Regions from separate parts of the Oryctolagus cuniculus genome. Here region 2 is linked to region 1. The links are chromatin contacts, called in public Micro-C maps. All regions are on one chromosome and are shown on one strand. The core of a region is the stretch at or near the end of the contact, and the rest is flanking DNA. Distances in the headings are between cores, read along the strand shown. Region 1 has its middle 4.7 kb from the start of PRKAG3. Region 2 has its middle 23 kb from the start of CYP27A1.

Evidence for each region. A called contact is a pair of places that touch in the nucleus more often than the background predicts.
Region 2: a contact with region 1 is called in a Micro-C map of ear pinna, with 8 times the contacts expected there. The contact joins two enhancer-like sites. A contact is called at or near these places in 3 of 6 Hi-C or Micro-C datasets (ear pinna, psoas muscle and an unstated tissue).

What each region holds. Positions count from the first base shown.
Region 1 is chr3:20,607,734-20,610,624 of mOryCun1.1, reverse strand. No RefSeq gene overlaps it. Among named protein-coding and RNA genes, the nearest start is that of PRKAG3, 4.7 kb to the left of the region's middle. Within about 2 kb of position 1,359, at least 2 of the 8 cell types and tissues checked have an H3K27ac peak or open chromatin away from gene starts, as enhancers often do. A contact at or near this core is called in ear pinna, where this site is marked.
Region 2 is chr3:20,693,529-20,696,228 of mOryCun1.1, reverse strand. No RefSeq gene overlaps it. Among named protein-coding and RNA genes, the nearest start is that of CYP27A1, 23 kb to the right of the region's middle. Within about 2 kb of position 1,383, at least 1 of the 8 cell types and tissues checked has an H3K27ac peak or open chromatin away from gene starts, as enhancers often do. A contact at or near this core is called in ear pinna, where this site is marked.

The sequences.
Region 1 (2,891 bases), core at 110-2,609:
TTCTCGTGTGTAATCAACCCACTCTCACGACAATGAACCCATTTCCCGTGATAAGGACCTGCTCCGTCATGGTTACTTGGATCCATTTGTGAAGGCAGACACCCGTACCACGTCACCTCTGCAAGGACCCATCTCCCAACTCTGTGGCTTTGGGGACAAGCTTTTGACATAAGAACTTACAAACCCTAGCACTCCCCTACTCCCACTCTGCTTTGCCCACCTAGCCTGTATTGCTAAGGGAAATCAACCTCTGGGACTGGTGCTGTGGCATAGCGGGTAAAGCTGTCTCCTGCAGTGCCGGCATCCCATATGGGTGCCAGTTCGAGTCCCAGCTGCTCCACTCCGATCCAGCTCTCTGCTGTGGCCTGGGAAAGCAGTAGAAGATGGCCCAAGTCCTTGGACCCCTGCACTCGTGTGGGAGACCTGGAAGAAGCTCCTGGCTCCTGGCTTCGGATTGGCACAGCTCTGGCCATTGTGGCCAACTGGGGAGTGAAGCAGCAGATGGAAGACCTCTCTCTTTCTCTCTACCTCTCCTCCTCTCTCTGTGTAACTCTTTCAAATACATAAATAAATCTTAAAAAAAAAAATCAGCCTCTGTCTCATCTAGCCTCTCTTCATTCACACATCCACTTTGCGCTGTGCAAATGAAGACCCTTCGTGTCTATGCAGCACGTGGCATTGAGTAGACGCCGTGCACACCACGTTCCATGCGATACCCCACTCGATCCCTTGCAACCCTAGGACGTAAATATTTTTCTTACTGCAGTGATACAGATGAGAAGACCGAGGCATAAATAGAGTAAGTAATTTGATCAAAATCTCAAAGCTAGGGAGATGGAGCAAGCATTAACCCCGGGCTGCCTGGACTGCCTGGTGCCCACAACTTAACCGCTCGGCTTTATGGAAAGCACAGATCATGCAAAAAATATATGTGCTCAGTAAGTGGTTACTATTATTATTACCTGGCCACCTGCTTCCAGTGTTGCTACACCTCCAGCCGCGTAGGTTGTCCTCAAGTTCAGGGTCTGGAAGGACTTGGGCTGGGGGCTGACAGTGGCGCTGCTCTACACTGAGACCCCCCCCCCCCGCCCCGCGCGCCCCGATTTTCCAGTTCCGGCCCTGCCCTGTGTTGTCCTTTGATTCTTGGAATTCCCCTCCTGCTCTCGCCGCCAGCCGGGCCCCCACCCAGCCCCTTTGGCAAGGCAAGAATCAACAGACGCAACTGGCCACAGCCGGGTAACCAATCCTCCGTGGGTGATTGATTTTCGCCTGTGGCCGTGCGATCGTATTTCCTGAAGGCTGTGTAATCGGGGCCCTGCATCCTGACCCCACGGCGGGATTGGCTGCCGCCTCCGGGGAGCTGATTTGCCTGGGACATCGAGTTGGGGATCCTGTTTAGGTGTTATTTTTATATCAGACGGAGAAAAACAGCTTGCAGAGGCCAAGGGAGCCGCCTGGAGGGGACCCATAGCTGATAAATCATAAGCGAAGTCTCGCGTGCCAGAGAAGCTGGGAGGCGGCGAGCGCAAGTCTTCCTGTCTGTCACCCAGATGCCTCGGCTCCCGCCCTGTCTGTGCGCGGCTGCGCAGAGCTGCGCCGGGGCCAGCGTCTCCAGGACCTGGACAGAACCCACAGCCGGTTAATGCAGTCTTGTCTGCCCCGAGCCCTGCTCCACCGGTTTCCGTTCTGTGGGCTGGGGTGGGGGTGGGGAGTCGTATGGGCAGAAGTTGATTTGCTCCCCCAGGATCCCTTTACTCTTCTTTGGGGGGAAGCTCCTAGGTTTCCCTTTTAGGGAACCACGATTTGGAGCAAGTGCTGTGGGAAGGAGTTCCGTGGGGGGTTCCAGGAGGTATTCCTCTGGTTCAGACTGAGCCAGTGAGCACAGCAAGTGCCCCTGGTTACAGTGAGGGGGAGGGGCATTGGCAGAATCAGTCCACCCAGGGCAAGTCCCGAGATGTTTGCTACCAGGAACTCCTTCGCACTGGAACGGGAGCTGTGAGGATGTAGGTGTGGAGATTCTAGGGGTTACCGTGCGGAGTGGGGCAACCTGAGGACGAAGCCAACACAGAGGGCAAAGAGCCATGGTGAAAAAGACCGGGTCCTCCTGCCATTCACTGCAGTCCTGGGTCACACTGTACCTGAAGACCTCCCACCGGGGTTCTCAGTTCAGGAACCCACAGAATCTTCTCGTTTAGTGCTGTTTGAATTGGGACGTATGTCACCTGCAGCTCAAAGAGTTCTCATTGATATCAGAGTTAACAGAGGCCTGGGCACCTGCACAGGCTCTGGGGACGTGGGGTGTGAATTCAGCCACAGCAAGGTCTCAAGATATAGGGGGCATTTGAAAAACAATTCAAAGGGTGAGCATTAATTATTTTTAGAGATCTTATTTATTTATTTGAGAGGTAGAGTTACAGACAGAGAGAGGGAGAGACAGAGAAAAAGGAGAGTGAGCATTTTGATACAGCAGTAAAGACCCTGTTTGGGATGCCCGCATCTCCTATCAGACTGCCTGGGTTTGCGTCTCAGCTCTGCTCGCCCATTCCACCTTTCTGCCAATGTGCACCTCGGGAAGCAGAAGTTGGTCAAGTCTTGAGACCCCGCGACTCACATGGGAGACCCTGGATTGAGTTCCAGGTTCCTGGCTTTGGCCTGGCCCGCCCTGGCTTGTTATCAGCAACTGGGGAGAACAACCAGCAGATGGAAGATCTCTCTCTTTCTGCCTTTCAAATACAACATGAAAAAGGAAAGGCAATTAGCGTAAACCAAGGGGGCGGGGGCGGTGCTGCTCAGTGAAAATGGCGGACGAGACTGGGGCTAGGTTTTCTGGGAGGCTTCCTAGGAAGCCAAGTCTGGAAATCACCAGCAGGGAGTCCTTGAGCCCCGGCATG
Region 2 (2,700 bases), core at 134-2,633, 86 kb before region 1:
GGCTGGCAGCTCGGCGGGTGCGTTTCAGGGGCCATCACTGTTGTAGGCTGGCCTTCCAGACGCCTGCTAAACTCTTGAACTGAAAGGAATCTACCTCCCTCCCCAAGCCTAAGTAAACAGTGAGTGCTCAATAAATGCTGACGGAGTGAACTGTACATACAGAAATCTCAAAGGACTCAAGTGCCTGAGCCGGAAGTTCTCTCACCTGGGGGGAGGCACAAGGCTTAGAGTGGGGCAGAAAGGTGGTTTCCACTTGGACCTGCTTGTCCCTAGCCCAGTACCTCCTATGGCTGCTGGCCTCCTCTGGAGTCAGTCCCTACAATCGGTTTACTTAGTACTGTAGCCGCAGCGCACACTGGGAGCTAACTAGAAATTGGTCCCACATCTCCCATGGGCTGGTTTCCCCTTTGTGCATCAGACACCCAGGCTGGGCTGCTGCCATCACGGCCTCCAGTTACCCCATTTCTCTGAACTTGGAAAAGATGGAGATGAACCCCCCACCCCCACCCCGGCGGGCTCCTGATGTCAGGTGGTGAGTTGGGTGGAGACCTGGAAAGGTCACTGAGAGTCCTGATCAGCGTTCAAGGATACAGTCTAGGGGAGTGTGCCAGCCAGTCCTAAGGTCAGGTTGACATTGGTGAAGAAAGTGTGAGGGTGACAAAGTCCAGGGCAGCACGTGCCGTCCAGTCCTGAGGACTTCAAAGGCGGGCCACGGTGGCAGAGGTCCTTGCCAGTCCCGTCAGATCTTTGCTGACATCGTTGAAGGGAACTCTCTCCTGTCCCTCCTGGATCAAGCATTGTACGTGTGGCAGAGGAGGGTCGGCAGCCTTCCCGTGGGGGAGCTCGCTGCCTCTTAGCCCGGTGCTGCCTCACTCCCTGGAAACCAACCTCAGAAACCCTGCACAGCTCGGCAGTCTGACCTGGATGGGGAGCAGTCCCACAGGCGGGGACCGGGGTGCCGGGGGAGGGAGGGAAGGAAGGACTTGGGAGACTCCGTGAGTGATGCAAGTAGAATGTTTTTTGCAGTTTAAAACACGTTCCCACATGTGTGTTTGTTTCTCCCATCTTCGTCTGCTAGGTGTGGTAGTCTGCTGGCTGGAGGAAGGGCGTTGGCTTTTGTGTCATGTTTCCCTTTCCCGTGGAGAGCAAATCTGCTCTGGCTGATCGAACATTCAGCTAAATGAGGAATTGCTGAGGAGTCTGGAGGGTTTTTCTGGGAAGTGTAAATTGAAGTCCAGGGGCCGGTGTTGTGGCACAGCGAGTTAAGCCACTGCTTCTGTGTGTGGTGCAGGCATCCCACGTCGGAGTGCTGGGTCATGTCTCAGCTGCTCCGCTTCCCAGCCAGCTCCCTGCAGGTACACCTGGGACGGCAGCCGAAGATGGCCCAGATACCTGGAAGAAATTCCCAAATACCCACGTGGGAGACCAGCGTGGAGTGTCTGGCCCAGCCCCGGCCATTGTGACCTTTTGGGGAGTGAATCAGTGTTGCAAACGTCTCTCTCTGTCTTCTCCTGTCACTCTGTCTTTCAAATAAATAAATAATTCTTTTTAAAAAATTGCGGGAGTCTAGTAGAGTCAACACTTGCCACAATCTATCCGTTGCCATCCTAACTTGGTAACTCACCCAGTGCCCGTTTGCAGGCAGGGCAGTGAGTGCTCCAGAGACCAGGAGTGCTGTCCAGGGTGTTGGTGTTGCGATGGAGTAGGGGGAGGGGGTGGCTGCGGACTGGAGGTTACTGTTCCCGGGTGCTTCAAATCCACTTGGGATTGATCAAAAACTACGTTTCCCTAGAATGAATATTAATGAAGAAGTGGCCTTGTGTTAGGAAAAGAGCCTGGGCCTTCCAGTGAACTGTACCACTGGCTCTGACCTTGGACCTGCCAACTAACTCGTAAGTCTGTTTCTTCATAATATGAATACAATACATACCTGGCGGGGATGATGAAGACAGAAGCCAAGCGTAGTAGAAGCACTTAGGATGCAGTGGGTACTTGCGCGTGGTCACTCCTTTTGTCCAGGTGCCCTTAGATAGGGAGAGGCGAGCTGGAATGGTGAGCCCCTTCCAAGGGGGGATGCGGAGCAGTGCTTGAGATGTTTTAGAAGTGGTGCGTCCAGAACACACTTAGACGTGTCCCCCCGCCTCACCCCAGTGCACGCAGAAACACCAGCAGTTTCCAGCCTGCCGTGAGTGCTCTAGGGGAGGTACCTCAGTGCAAGTTCCCTAGGCGAGGGAGCTCGGGAGGCAGTCGCAGTATGCGAATCAAATGAGACGAGTCCCAGGCTGTCCCAGGCTGAGCTTGGGTAGGAGAGGGAGAGCCAGGAAGCCCTGAGCGTGCCCAGCGGCAGATGCAGAAGCTGGAGGCCTTGACCAGCAGGGGCCAAAGGACAAGGGTGTGCACCTGGAAACATTGAGGGACGTGGTGTCAGGCTGCCTCGCCAAGGGTGATGGTCCGCTATCCTGGCCCCTCGGGCAGCTGACCTCAGAGGATCTGACGGTGGCGTTGGGGGTGTGGATGCCAGGAACTCGCCCCTCCACTCAGGTCGGTTATCACCCGTGACGACGTCACCAGAGGCAGCTGGGGATCTTTCCTGCTTACTGCTAGCTACTGTTTAAATCCCAACTGCTTCGGGTTAGCAGGGCTGTGGGGCTGCGAGCTGCATTTCCTGCCACTTGAGGTTCTGACTCTGGGCCCGCGAGG